Linked DNA regions of Rattus norvegicus: region 2 is linked to region 1. Evidence: chromatin contacts called from public Hi-C data. All regions are on one chromosome and are shown on one strand. The core of a region is the stretch at or near the end of the contact, and the rest is flanking DNA. Distances in the headings are between cores, read along the strand shown.

Region 1 (7,324 bases), core at 2,329-4,828:
GCGAGAGACCACAGAGGACTGCTTCTGACTGATCTGTTTAGATTTTCCCAGCTTGCTATGGTTTGTCTAAGGACCACCTAGCCAGGAGTGGCCCTCTCACTCAGTAGTCAGGCAGTGAAGTGCTCCCGCAGAGCTGCCCACAGGCCAGGACGATAGTGGCAGGGCCTCTCAGCTCAAGCTCTCAGCTCACTCACCCGTATGCTGAGTTGGTAAGAACTGACTCCAAACCCAGGCGTCCCGGGTCTCGACCCTTTCCTCTTTTCCTCACTTGAGTGACAGCCACAGTGCTCTCCGGCACACACGGTTCATCTTCTGCAGGCTGACTGGGTTTTCCTGCTCTTGGCTATAATCTTCGTTTCTGTGAGACCACATCCAACTTTGAAGTAGCTGAGGACAAGATGTTAAAGTACAAATCATTTTTGTGGTAGGCTCCGGTGATTCTTTGTTTTAAATATTTTATTTCATATTTTGTTCTTTTTTTTTTTAAGCCCTTTGGTCACAATCAATCTCAACAAGACATTCTACAGGAAAACACAATACTAAAAGCCACAGAAGTCCAGTTCCCTGTAAAACCAGTTGTAAGCAGTGAAGCCAAGGTATTAATCTCATAATGTTCTATGATGTGTCTGGGCTGTGGTTCCAGTGTGGTCAGTGCTTCAGTAACCACACTGGCAGGCATGGCTGCCACAGCAGGCTGCTGCTGTGCTCTGGGAACAGGCGACCTCGGCCGTGGGTGGGTGGCTGGGCTGGTTTTCATCTCTAAGCACTCAGTATGCTTCCCTAGTCTATGTGCACAGCAACTTGCTTTTCTTTGAAAATTAGGAGAAACCACAACATTTGGACCCTCTATTACTTTTAGATCTTGTTCAGTCTGCCTGTTGTAATGATGAGATACTTGAGTACATAAAAAGAGGGTCTGGAGAGATGGCTCAGTGGTTAAGGGCACTGGCTGCTGTATCAGAATCAATTCTCAGCATCCACACACTTTACCACCTCCTGTAACTCCAGTCCCTTGGATCTGACACCCTCATCTCCACCAGGACACACATACTTCACTGACATTCATGCAAATAAAATAAAACAGTAATAAAATAAAAAGTAAAAGTAAGTATAAGGAAGAGTAGGTGTAATGATAGCTACTATTTCTATAGTGCTTTTATATACACTGTATGTTATTATTTTTGTACAGCAAGAAAACAACCACAGCACACAAAAACACTTTGCTTAGTCTTGTGCCAAACACAGCAGTCTCTGCTGGCATCACACCTTGTTCTCTGTGCTGTGGTGCATTGGGTCAGAGGTTAACACAGTGAGTCCATTCCAGAAACCTATTCCTAATATGCATGTGTAAATGTGCTTGGTAAAATAATGAGAACTAGAGCTTCTGTAGAGTAAGCCTTTCCTAACCTTAACTGCCGGAGCTTCCAGGGCCCATCCCGTCAGTGTACACACCCGCAGAGATTATTTTCTTATACCTGTTAGGAATCCTATGATAAATAACATCAAATCCATCCGTAAGACAAAACCACAGAATTGCTATATTTTCTTATGTAAGTACTCTAGGCCATAAGAAAAATTGACCTTTAATCCAATATTTAAGAAGCTGAGGCAGAGGCAGATAGATCTCTATGAATTTGAGACCAGCGTGATCTACATTGCAAGTTCCAGTCCGGCCTACATAGTGAGGTTCTGTCTCAGATAGTTAGGGTAACAATAACAACTACAGTAATAATAACTACAGTGACTGAAAGGGGTTTGCAGTCAGAGCTGCCTTTATGATCAAAGAATGCTGGCTTTGTGAGCTCTCATTTATTAGAAATTACCCGTAAATCTTTATTGGATTGGTTTTGTATTGTGTTTTTTAGTTTGGTTTTTTGTTTTTGTTTCTTTTATTTTTGTTTCTAGTTTTATTTCTTTTTTTTTTTTATTTTGGTTTTATTTGATTTTTTTCAAGGCAAGGTTTCTCTTTGAAGAACAGACTGGCTTCAAACTGTCTACTTCTGTCCCCTGAGTGCTGGGAGTAAGGGTGTGTGTCACCATGAATGATTTTGTTTTGTTTTTTAAGACAGGGACTCACTCTAGTCCAAGGTAGCCTTGAATATTTAACATAGGCTGTCTCCCTCACAGTAACCCTCCTGCTTCAGGCTCCAAAGGGCTAGTAATTCAGATGTGAGGCATAGTTCTTGATGGTTATAATAATTTAGCAATAAATTAACAATGTACATATATTATATAATTTATATATTTCTTTAACATAAAGGTTTTTGGTTTAGGGTCAGGGTTGTTTTTGGGGGTTTTGTTGTTTGTTGGTTTTGAAACAAGATCTTACTATGTAGTCCTGGCTGGCCTAGAACTCACTTTGTAGACTTGCTTTAAAAGAGAAAAAGAACCAAAACCAAAATCTAAAGAAACAGAGTTGACCTAGGAAACAAAAACCCTAATGGCACTTCTGTGCCAACATGATCTTCATCTAAAGACAGTCATGCTGAATACCAGGAAGAAAGTAAGGCTAAAATGGCTTCTTACAATTTAGCCAAACAAAATTGATAACAATGTGATTATTATTCTTCCAGAGGGCTTGGGTCCAACTCCCAGCACCCATGTGGCAGCTCACAACTGTCACTCCAGTTCCAGTGGATCCAACACCCTTACGCAGACAGACTTGCAGACAAAATACCAATGCACATGAAATAAAAATAAATTGAAAATAAAGAATTTTTTAAGTAGAAATAAAACTTTGCAGCCAAGGAAAGCAGTGAGGCTATGTGTCAAGGGTGCTGCTGGAGGGTTTAACTGGAGTCAGAATGTCAGTTACCCCAGAAGTTCTGAAGATGTGCACTTCTATAAAAGTTGGTCTGCTTATAGTCTTAACTGTGCCCTTGCTTCTGGAGTTGGTGGGTTGGTATTTAGAAGGTAGAAGATCATTCGTGTTGCTGTCTCTCTTTCGAAGGCCTTCATAAGACGCTGTTTGGCTTACCGAAAAGAAGATCGATTTGATGTGCACCAGCTGGCAAATGACCCATACCTTCTGCCACACATGAGAAGATCAAATTCTTCAGGCAACCTACATATGTCTGGGCTGACAGCAACTCCCACGCCTCCTTCTTCAAGCATAATTACTTACTGACTCCTCCAAGATGGGCATGATCTCTTCTCTTTGATTGGCTTCCAGATGCATACTTGAATTTGAGTGCATTTGAGTGTTTGTGATTTTTTTTTTTAACATGGGACATGGTTAAGAAGTGTTTGTGAACTAAAGCTCTCCATGGAGTCCTTTGTGTGAGAGTGGATCATGGACAGTGACTAAGTACACACTCCTCACTGCCCTGGAGCAGCACAAAACAGGAACACCATGTTACAGTAGAACAAGGGGACTCTGTAAATAACGTTTATAATGCTTAAATATATTTGATTGTTACCAGAGAGTTCTAATAAGAAGGGTAGTTTTTCATTATTTAAGAACACATGGAAAAATGATGGGACATTTGTGACACGGGAGCTACAGTGCCTGGTACAGCGTCAGCACTCGGCAGCTGATCTACAGAAACCAAAGCAAGAGCCGAGTGGCAGCCGCTGTGTTTGCAGCAGAACGTGAGAGCTGGGGTCTTTGGACAGTTGTGGACTTTGTCATTTGCCGATTCTGGCTTTTACCAAGTTGTACCTCGAAATCACATGTCAGTGGTCCACCACCCTACCCCCAACCCCTCTTAACTGGTTTTGTTAAAGGCGAGCTGTCATTTCTGGATACTTTATACTTTTAACACAAAGAGCTGCCTATTTCAAATCAGTTGAAGTTACTAAATCATAGTATTTCCAGGGCTTTCAGTGTTTTAGAATTAACAGGCATTTTTCTTTTGTTTCTAGGCCTCGTTCATTAAAACAGGAGACAGTGTGTAACCAAAAGCAGGCCAGTCGTGTGCAAGATAATGATGAATCCCCTTCTGGCTCTATTGTAAACTACTGTACAGATGTCGATTACAATTACTGAGTTTCAGCAGCTTATTCTTGTACAAATGTTTAAAAATACTGCTTTTCTAATTGGATATTGTATTTTTTTTAAGTCTTCTTGAAGGCGCTTTAATTGCTGCTAAATGATACTGCTTTTTTGCTATAAAAATTTGAATGACCTTGAAGGCACAAGTTGACTGTACATCATAGAGAGATATTAAAAGCAGGCATTCATTAACAATCAAGGCATGTAAATGATCTACATCGGGCATATTGAGTTCTTCAAATCAGTTTTTAGGTTCTAGAGCTGTGGAACAATAGAAACTAGATTTATAAATTGTTCATGGTTATTCTACATTTCTAGAAAGTTCTTAGCATCGAGATGGGATGATAGTCCCATAGAATGTTTCTTGTGGTTTGTACAGATTTGTTAAAATGTGAACATTTTCTAACTGCCTTGTGTGGTAGAAACCAATATTTTTGGGGGATGCTATATTTCATTCTTGTAAGGATTTTTTTTTATTGTCACACTCATAATGCTGAGACTTACATGTAAGTTGTCCATGGTGCAGAAAACAGACTATCCCTGCCAGATGCCCCATACCATGTACAGTTAAACTGTGGCTCTTAGCTGGTGTTGCAAGCCATTTTGTTTGTTTGTTTTCATTGTACATAGACACACTGTCTGTTTAAGAAGCTGCTGGAATTATAGAGAATGTAGCCAAACAGTAATAAACAACGACAGCAAAATGTAAAGATGTGGAAGATTACGTTCAAAGAGCCCGAAGGTTTAGGTTACTAACTGAGCTTCATAAAGGCAGATGAAGATGTCCTTAAGACAAGCATGAAGTGTTTCAGGCTTAAAAGCAGTGTTTGGAAAAAAATATAAATAAGAGTATCAGAAACAACTTACCCATGTTTTCCACAGTTTTTCCAAATGTAGATTTAAATAGCCTACTAGTGCTTGGGCTCAGTGAACCAGTATCAGCTTCGTGTAGAACTGGTGCTTGTTGCTGAATAATTTCCATGTTTCCACCCATCTGTTTTGAGTATTAGTTGTTTTCTTGTCTTGTGGAGTCTGCACTGACTGCAGGTAAAGTGCACAGTTCTCATCCTTGAAAGCAGCTGTACCGATGGGTTGTAGTCCATTGGGAGGGGAGAGTGCTGCACTGAGCTCGTGGAAGTTCAGTCCCCAGCACACTGCTCCCCCAAAACCAGTAAGTACAGGCACTTCGGTAAACACTTGGATGTTGAAAGGATGCAGAAGCTGCCGTGGTGATGGGGCGGGGGGCGGGAGACATGCGGTTGGCTTTCCTTGTGGCCACCCACTTTCCCTACTTGAGTTTAAATGTGAACAAACTCACCAGGTCCTTCTCTAGTTTGACTGTAAATTTCCATGTTTTTAAAGAAGTTTTTCCTCTGAGTACATGAAATTTCAGTGTTTTGAATATTTAGACTAATTCTAAAACTGCTTTGGCCGCTAGTTCCTAAGTTGAATTTTTGGATGTTGACTCATTCTATAGTGGTTTTGAGTGTGTATAGCCTGTCCATTTGTATCTGAATTGGCTTTCCCAGCCAAAATACATCTCCAGTTATCTTACTTCCTTTTCCCCATTAATTAATTTATCTAGAGCCTGGTTATGTTGTCCAAGCTGGCCTCAAAGTTGATAGCAATCCTCCTGCCTCAGCCTCCAGAATGCTGGGATTGTATGTGTGGTCTACTCCACTCCCTCTAGTGGTTTGAATAAGTTTGGTCCCCATTGATTAATGTGTTTGAGTGGTTGGCACATAGGAAGTGGCACTATTAAGAGGTAGGTATGACCTTGTTGAAGGAAACGTGTCACTATGGAGGTGGGCTTTGAGGTCATATGTGTGCTTAAGCTCCACCCAGTCTGGACCAGTCTATTTGGATGCTTTCGGATCACGACGAAGAACTCTCAGCTATTTCTCCAACACCATGTCTGCCTGCATGCCACCATGATAATAATACTGGACTGAAACTGTAAGCCAGCCCCAGCTGAGGGTTTTTCTTTGTAAGAGTCACCTTGTTCACAGTGTCTCCTAAGATGTGGGTCTCCCTGCCCTCACGGATCATAGGCCGACTTGGTCCACAGGGGCAAAGATAGCAGAGATGTTGAAAGGGTTGGAGTTTGGAAGCCCTGGGAGTATGTACAGTGGATGACCACACGACTACTGCTTGTCAGTAGGCAGATTATCTTTACTTAGGGTGACTGGAGGCTTATAAAGTTTTCAGGGACTGAAGGTAGGGACATCTAAGATGAGCAAAGATCATTGGCTGGGGGCTTTAAGGAACCTGGAATGCCTCGTTAGCATGGGGAATCATTTCTGTAATCTCAGATGCCGGCTGAATGAATGTTTTCTCTGGAGAAAGGAGTTTGATCCTATAAACTAATTAAGGCTATATGACATTCCTCAGGTAGAGGCGGCGGGGGGGGGGGGTTAGAATACCCCAGACAAGACCACAGAAAGAGAGGCCCTGCTACAGAAAGGAGTCTCACAGTTGTGCCCTGCCCAGAGGCTATCCCGTTGCAGTAGACTTGGGCCTTGTTAAGCAGAGCTTTCCCATGCTAAGACACCCTGAAAATTTTTTCTTCAATAGGTAAGATTTGAGTGTGTAACCTGAATTCAGAATTTGTTTCCATAAAACCGAACCAAAATGGTAGAAAGTTTCAAGTGAATAGCAGGGTGTGTGGCTTGTACCTGAGGCCTCAGCTCGGATCCCTCAGGCGGAGCCCCAGCCTTCAGCTTGGGCGGGTGTGGATCACCTGCCCAGGCAGCACACTGAGGGCACAGAAACAGCATCACAGTGTGGAAACAGGACGCTGACAGCTCTCAAAATGAGGATCCAAGTTTCTAACATCGCTGTGTGGAGTAAAGGTCACTGTACTCTGAACTATGCCCAGCACTTAGTAAATGCCAGCATCCACTGCTTTTTTTAAAAACTCCAAGATCATCGCTTTTGCCTTATGCACAAAGAGAAGTCTATTGTGATAATTTAAATTCCTGCAAGAAAAAAGTAATTTCTCAATGTTTGAATCAAGTTTCAAGGAAGAGATGATTGGATTCCCAGAAAAGGGAAGGCAAGCAAATGGAGTGACTAGGAACCGAGTTTGCAGGGGAAAGGCCCAGGAACTGTGTAGAACCAGCCAGAAGCTGCTTTGGCCAGTATGCTGTTTGCTCAGAAGCTCTTCTGTGCTTTTCTGTCATCTCTCTGTAACAGCCATTTGGAGTAAGATGGAGGAGGGAGGGTCTGTTCTTCCACAGAGGAAGCCGATGTGACAGAGCCTCATGGTCACTGATGCATCCGAAGGGGAGGAGGGAAGCTAAGCATAGTGAAAAGTACCTGCAACCTCAG
Region 2 (7,351 bases), core at 3,869-6,368, 340 kb before region 1:
TCCCAACACGGATGGGGAAGCTCAAGAGGCCCCACCCCCTAGGTAAAGAGCTATAGGCAATTAATGGCTTCTAAGAGAGGGGAAACCAATCCTTGCCAGGGACCAGCCTCCTGGCAGGCTATCCAATCCCATCAGCCTAAACACATATACACATGAGCAACAGTAAATAGACTCAGTAGGTTCTATTTACACACAGCCTGTGTGTGTGTGTGTGTGTGTGTGTGTGTGTGTGTGTGTATGCAATAATCAAGACAAGGTGAGTGTGTGTGTGTGTGTGTGTGTGCAATAATCAAGATAAGGTGTGTGTGTGTATGTGTGTGCAATAATCAAGACAAGGTGTGTGTGTGCAATAATCAAGAAAAGGGAAGGGGTTGGGGATTTAGCTCAGTGGTAGAGCGCTTGCCTAGGAAGCGCAAGGCCCCGGGTTCGGTCCCCAGCTCCCCAGCTCCGAAAAAAAAAAAAAAAAAAAAAAAAAAAAAAGTGAACTAGTCTATGGGGGGAGGGCGGCAATGGGGGGAGGGTTGGGAGGGGAACACCCATAAGGAAGGGGAGGGGGGAGGGGGATGTTTGCCCGGAAACCGGGAAAGGGAATAACACTCGAAATGTATATAAGAAATACTCAAGTTAATAAAAAAAAAAAAAAAAAAAAAAAAAAAAAAAAAAAAAAAAAAAAGAAAAGGGGTGTGAGGGGTTGGGGATTTAGCTCAGTGGTAGAGCGCTTGCCTAGGAAGCGCAAGGCCCTGGATTCGGTCCCCAGCTCCAGAAAAAAAAAAAAAAAGGGGGTGTGTGTGAGAGTGTGTGTGTGTGTGTGTGTGTGTTGGGGGAGTTTTAAAAACCAATGCTCTATAAAGAAATCTCACCACTGGGCATTCCCATAATAAAGCATCCTCAATTTTTTCTGATTTGGAACATTTTGGCATTTCATAAAGTTTTCTTGGCTCTGATGCAACACTGGGGGAAAAAGAAAAAAAAAGGCATTATTATTATTATTATTACTTTTAAACCGAGGTGGTCTTTGCTCAGATTTGAGACATTTCTTTTACATGTTTATAGTCCCAAATTCCAACTTTCTATTGTTTTCCTAAGCTGCCCTTTTTTTTTTAAATCACAAATTCATGATACACAAACACAAGAAAAAAATGTAAAAAAAAAAAATCAAAAGAGATGGTTGGGCAGTTAGGAGCACTTGCTACTCTTCAGGAACTCAGGTTTGGTTCCTACGAGGCTCTGTAATTCCAGTTTGAGGGCATCCAATGGCTAGGGACCTTTTCTCACACATGTATATAAGCACAGATGCACACACATAAGTAAAATTAATAAAAATGATAACCACTTAAAACAAACACACATTTGGTTCATCTTCCAGATTTTCCTTATGTAAATAAAGTTACCTGGAAATTGCTTTATTAAATACTATTAAACTGAATTCTTAATTAAATCCTTAAACATTTACTGTAAATGTCTGTTGAATTCACTGAGTTTATTCTGTTGCTCTCAAGGATAATATATAGATTAAAAAAGGGTCCCATTATGTGTTGGCTAGTTTTATGTCAACTTCACACACACTAGGCTAACCAGAGAAGAGGGAACCTCAAGTAAGAAAATGTCTGTAAAGATCATACTGTAGGAAAGCCTGTAGGCATTTTCTTAATTAGTGACTCTGAGGGTACCATTGTGGGTGTTGCCATCCCTAGGTTGCTGGTCCTGAGTTCTACATGGAGCAGGTTGAGCAAGCCAGAGGGAGCAAGTCAGTAAGCAGCATTCTTCTATATCATGTTTGAGTTCCTGTCCTGATTTTCTTCAGGGATGAATAGTGATGTGGAAGCATAAGTCAAAAAAAAACCCTTTTCTCCACAGGTTTACTTGATCATGGTATTTCCTAACAGCAATAGTAACTCTGACTAAGACATATTGTTTTGAATGAACATTTGTGAATACAAAAAGAAACACTCTTTATGTCTACTTTATTCCTTCCATAAATATTAAATGTGTCTATTTCTACTATCATTGAACATCATATGTTCCAGCAACTTCAAGCTAGCTTGGGAAACATTTCAGGTGCTCTGTCAGCCCTGCCCCAGAACTACACTCATGCCCTCTTTACCTAAAAAGTGAAAACTGTATCCTTGATGCTTACTTTTGAAACAATCTTGCTATGGGTGCCCTGGCTGTCCCCAAGCAATCCTCCTTGCCTCAGTTTCCCTGGGCTGAGGCCACGGCCACTTACTACACCCCCAGCTAGTCTCTACTCTGACAACTACTGAGATGCAGTCATAGATCTCTTCTTTTCTTTTTAACTGATGAACTTTAAAGTTCAACTACTGAGAAGAGAAACAATTTCCAGGATGACATTTTATTCACCTCTGATATTCTCTCAGGAACTCAAAGGTTTAAATCAAAGTGAATGTCACGGGAGTGAAAGCAATCTCCTGCGATTCTACCTGTGGGTGCAACCCTCCTCAACAGCCTGGTGAAGAACGCCTGTATCATTTATCACTGAGACATTAATCAAAGCATTTTCTCTGACTGAACTTTTTAAAATCAAAACAACTGTCTCTGACTCGGGAAAGCAATGCACTGGGTATTAAATGGTGACAAAGAGTCACTGTTACCACTGCAAGGCAGATGCTTGGCATCAGGAACATAAGAGAGAACGTCCAGGTTGCCACTGCTAGAATTGGAGGCTTATAGACACTGCCTTCTGGGAAACTGATGGAATGATTAAAGGATAACCACTTAAAGCCTTTGGTTGTTGTCATAAAAGCAAACGAAGAAGTGTTTATTCCAGAAAACCTCCTGGAATTCAGTAAGAACAGTGGAAGTCCATGGTGCTTGAACCAGTCGTGGCTGCCATCTTTCTTCTAGCTCAACAAGATGGTACCACAGCTCTAAACTGTTATGAGAGAGTTCTAGGATCCTTCCCCCACAGCTCTGACTCGGAAGGCAAGCTCCAGAAAATGGGAAGGGTGACCTCATTTTCATCTAGCTCCAGCCATGTGTTTGTTGGGGCTGAGTCCTACGTTAGTACATTTGAAAGTCGGGGCTCCCATGGAGGCTCTACCTTGGGTATGACTACACTTCTCTTTGTAAGGTCCAGATTGGCCATATCTTTCTTCCCTGGCCTGAGTATTCCCTCCACCTGAACTGCTCAGCTTTTACTATTAGGGGAGTCCCTGCATCAACACCTGTGACCAATTCCATGGAGTTGGCTTGAAGAAGCAGGTCACGAAACAGCCCCTATAGTTCTTTCCAATAAAATTGACTTTATCTGCAACAGAGGCAGAGACAGAGACAGAGAATCTCAAGTATGTGTGCACTCTGTAAATCATTGAAGTTATAGCCAAGGGCAAATGGAGGGACTTGGGTAGATTCACTGGCACTAAAGGCTAAGTCGTAGATTGGGCAATTTGCCAAAGTACAAAAAATAGATATCAACTGGAGTCAAGGCAAACCTCAAAAATCACCAGTCTCTGACTTCTAGTTTCTGATCCAACAAGAAAAGAACTTAGATGTTATTTATCACTTCTGAGATAGCTTCAGCTGGTGCCCTGCCAGAATGAGGACCCGAGTTTAGAGTCCCTACCCCTAATGATTCCTGCTACTTGTAATTCCAGACCTGTGGAGGTGGGGACAGGCAAATTCACAGGGCTTGCTGGCCAGGCCATCTACTGGCATCCTAACTTCCCGGTCCAGTGAAAGGAGAACCTATCCCAACAAGGTGGTTGGCTCTTGAGGAATACTCCTGAAGGTTGACATACAGAAAAATGCCCTTAATTCCTACAGATGCAAAGGGAAAGATAAAGGGAGGCAATTCCATAATTTCTTAATCTAGGTAACGGGCATGGAAGCATCAATTCACTGTGACGTTCTGTTCGGCCTGACCTTGAATGGCTGGAGGCTGACTTAATAACTATTTATCTGCAGATACTATACTTTGGTCTGATTTTTTTTTCTCTTGGAAAAAAAAAATAAGTACTTCTAAAACAAAATACCCATCTCCTAAGCAGCATCTAATTATATCACAACCCCTTTTCTCGACTCTGATCTTTATACGGTATAAAACAGCAAATAGTGCTGAGAAACGTATTATTTCCCCTGTGCTATAATTTTGTGTGAAATAAGTATTTACAGAGACGAAACCGGTAACTTTAGACTTAATGAGTTTTTAAAATCACATGCATGTCCACCTAGTTTTATTATGGACTCATTTTTTTTTTTCATCTTCCTATTTCACTAAGCACTAAAGAAGCCACGTGGTTCTATAAAAACTACAGGTCAGGTGAATTACGGCAAAAAAAAAAAAATCATCACTAAGAATTTACCTGCTGACACAGCACCGGTAATTGTCAAAATATATTCTTCCTCTCTCATAGGCTATAGGTGACTTGGAATGAGTTGTCCAAACATTCTTAAATTTAGTACTCTCCTGAAAGATACAAAGAATTTCAGTTTAGGAAAGAACTCAGCCCCCTGCTATGGAACCATTTTAGGTGGGTAGTTTAAATCTACAGTTTTTAAGTACATTGGTTTTTTTCTTCTCCCTCCCATAGGTGTTGGTAACCTATGTTTTGAATAGATGGTTTGCAAGAAGGCAAAAGAAGCTTTTTAAAACTAGAGCCAGGCGGCGAACCTATGAGTAGTACCTATTTTCTAACACCCTAATTGCAGGATACGGATGCCCCTCCCCATGTATGACCCTCAAAGGGGAATCAGAGCGCGAAAAAACCGCTGCCCGGCAGGAGGTTGGACCCCGGGCACCCCGACTACGGCGGGCGTCACCTGGCACACCAGCGCCCGCAGGATGCCCAGGTTCGTCCTCTGCACCACGCCCGCGTCGCGTGTGTAGAAGCCCAGAGCACGGCGACTCAGCCTGGGGCACACATTGGCCTTCCGGGTCCGGCCCATGGAGGCTCGGGGTCCGCAGGGCCCTGGAGGGGCGCGCCCCTCACTTCCGCCAGGGGTGGCAGCCGCCACACCTGCGAGTCTCAAGGGAAGGCTGACGCCGGAGCACCGCACTGGGCACTCGGGACAGAGACCAAGAGGTAGCACCACAAGGGTTTGGAGCAAAGGAACAGAACCAACGGCGCCTTCCGGGCCCTTCCTTCTGCTCACGGGATTGCCGCTGCAACACGCAGTCCGCCGTAGCCACTCCCTCTCCCGGAAATGTAGTTCCCACGGTCTTTTTCCCCGCCCCCTGGCTTTTTCAGAACTACAATTTCCGTCAGGCAGAGCGAGGACTGGTTCGGGCCCCGCCCCGCCCCCAGTCCGCCTCTCCGGGCCCTTATTAGGCTGCGCTGTAGAGCTGCGCAGTGGGTAAGGTAGTCTTCCGGGCTGTACGCGGCTAAGTTGGAGAGACTTGGGGGCGCTGTGCAGCCGCTTGGTGGTGTAGCTTCTCCCGTGTGTCCTGCACCAAAGAAGCAGTCCCTTTCTGCCCTGGTGGTGGGACGCTTGCCAACCCCACCTTTACTCTACAAGGCTCTGGCCACGTGTCCAGAGGGGCGTTGTGTCCAGTGGGACCCTCCAAAGGTATGCCCCGTGGCTTTCCCTCATCAGCCTCACATGGGACGTAGTGGATGAGGTTGACTTACACATTTAGTTGTATAAACACTATGCTTGTGTGTTGTAATTAGTGGTGAAAGACGCTGGTTTTCCCACCAAAGTAGGATTGAATTTCTTTTTCCCAGAGGCCCGCCCTTGTGTGGCCAGCGGGGGACGCTGACTGGTTTTGTGGTAATTGCTGTTTTCTTCCTCCTTGCTTCCATTTTTTTCCCCCTTATAGGGAATAAAATATGAAATGTTTGCATTCTTATTGGATTGCCTAAGATAATCCAGGTTGACTTCTTTAAGTAAAAAATGACATTCTCTGTTAACTAGCTCAGCCTGCGTGTTCACGATTGCCAACATACTAAAAATTTCCGTAACCATATACCAAATGCCACCGGTTACCTCATTTAAAACCCCTTTAGTGTGGTGTCTGCAGCTCCCACATAGACTTGGCATGCCTCTCTGTGATCTTAAGTGCTTAAAGAACAAGTCAGTCATCACACCAGCTTTCTGATGGCCAGAGAAGTACAAGACCAGATGAGTTGCTGGGTCAGAATTTAACCGTTTAGTATAGTTTCGTTGCTTTAAAGGGAAAACTCTTATTACCCTTGATGCATTTCCTTCGGGATCTGGCTTTTTTGTTTGTTTGTTGGTTGGTTGTTTTGTTGGAGTTTTTTTCCCTAATATTTCATGACCTGCTCATAGCATAGGGTGGAGTGAGTGCTTTGCATATTTTTAGAAAGCTCTACAATCGTTAATTTGGTCATTCATGAATGCAGCTGTCACGGAAACGCTGGAACCCAGAAAAATATAGCTGGATTTTCTTTGGCTGAAGCGAAATGCAAATCATTGCTGAATTGCACTCATCATTTCTTTCTTGTCTTTCTGTGCTCTCCTACCATGGCTGAGCTTTGGTTTCTGGACTTATTTTTCACATGACTTCTAAAAGGCCACTATACTTGAATATTAAACCAAAAACAATAGCAAGGAGTGGGCCTGTTGTGATCGTACCCTCTGCTCATTCATCACTTCCACATGTTAAGTCCCAGCAGTGAGTTATTCAACAGCTGGACACAGACCACCCCTCAGACACGGTGGCCATCCCCCTCATCTGCTGCTCCACTGTAATTGTGCCCTCTTTCTTGGTTTGGATCAAAGCACCTCAGGTTTCTACCAGATCTAAATGCTTATCCTCCTGGAACTCTGAAAGCTTGAGAAGTCTGTTCACATGCTTCTCCTTTACTTACACTCTTAGCTGGGTGGTACTTCAAGGCCAGTTGCCTCTCAGTGTTTTTCAGGTTTTCCTGAGTGGCATCAAGCTTGGTCCCTAAGTCATCATAGTAAGTGGTTTCTTTCATCATGTTTGACAGCCAGTGAGCCGGGTGGTGCTGTGGGGGAGCAAGAAGGGACTGCACAATGTGCACAGCTTAGGCAGTCCCCATTCTTTCTTACCTAGCATTCTGTTTTTTGTTTTTGTTTTTTTCTTTTTTCGGAGCTGGGGACCGAACCCAGGGCCTTGCACTTGCTAGGCAAGTGCTCTACCACTGAGCTAAATCCCCAACCCCTTACCTAGCATTCTGGAACATACCCTTCCTGTGGAATTTATCTTACCACTGAGGTCCCCAAGGAGAGTCATTAGATTGTCTTTGCTTCTCCCACAACCAAGTACTTTTGATTCTATTTCTGTCCAGTCCTTTCATCTCAGTAGTCTCATGCCTTCCCATTTCTAGCACGTTATTAATTAGCCTTCTGATTGTTCTTTTCTGCCTACACTTGGAGACTCTCCCAACCTGCCACAGTTTTTGGA

The links. A called contact is a pair of places that touch in the nucleus more often than the background predicts.
Region 2: a contact with region 1 is called in a Hi-C map of hepatocytes, with 2.1 times the contacts expected there. The contact joins the promoter of Dcaf17 here to the enhancer-like site in region 1. A contact is called at or near these places in 6 of 12 Hi-C or Micro-C datasets (the A7r5 cell line, frontal cortex, hepatocytes and 3 more).

What each region holds. Positions count from the first base shown.
Region 1 is chr3:75,926,360-75,933,683 of GRCr8, reverse strand. Tlk1 (tousled-like kinase 1) reads left to right here. Exons shown (of 20, transcript NM_001395018.1): 19 at 489-596; 20 at 2,951-5,381. The coding sequence ends at 3,127. Among named protein-coding and RNA genes, the nearest start is that of Gorasp2, 47 kb to the right of the region's middle. Within about 2 kb of position 3,578, at least 23 of the 93 cell types and tissues checked have an H3K27ac peak or open chromatin away from gene starts, as enhancers often do.
Region 2 is chr3:76,269,321-76,276,671 of GRCr8, reverse strand. It overlaps Dcaf17 (DDB1 and CUL4 associated factor 17), which reads right to left and starts at 5,118. Exons shown (of 14, transcript NM_001398928.1): 1 at 4,780-5,118; 2 at 4,323-4,426; 3 at 861-951. The coding sequence starts at 4,905. Mettl8 (methyltransferase 8, tRNA N3-cytidine) reads left to right here and starts at 5,309. Exons shown (of 10, transcript NM_001399513.1): 1 at 5,309-5,526.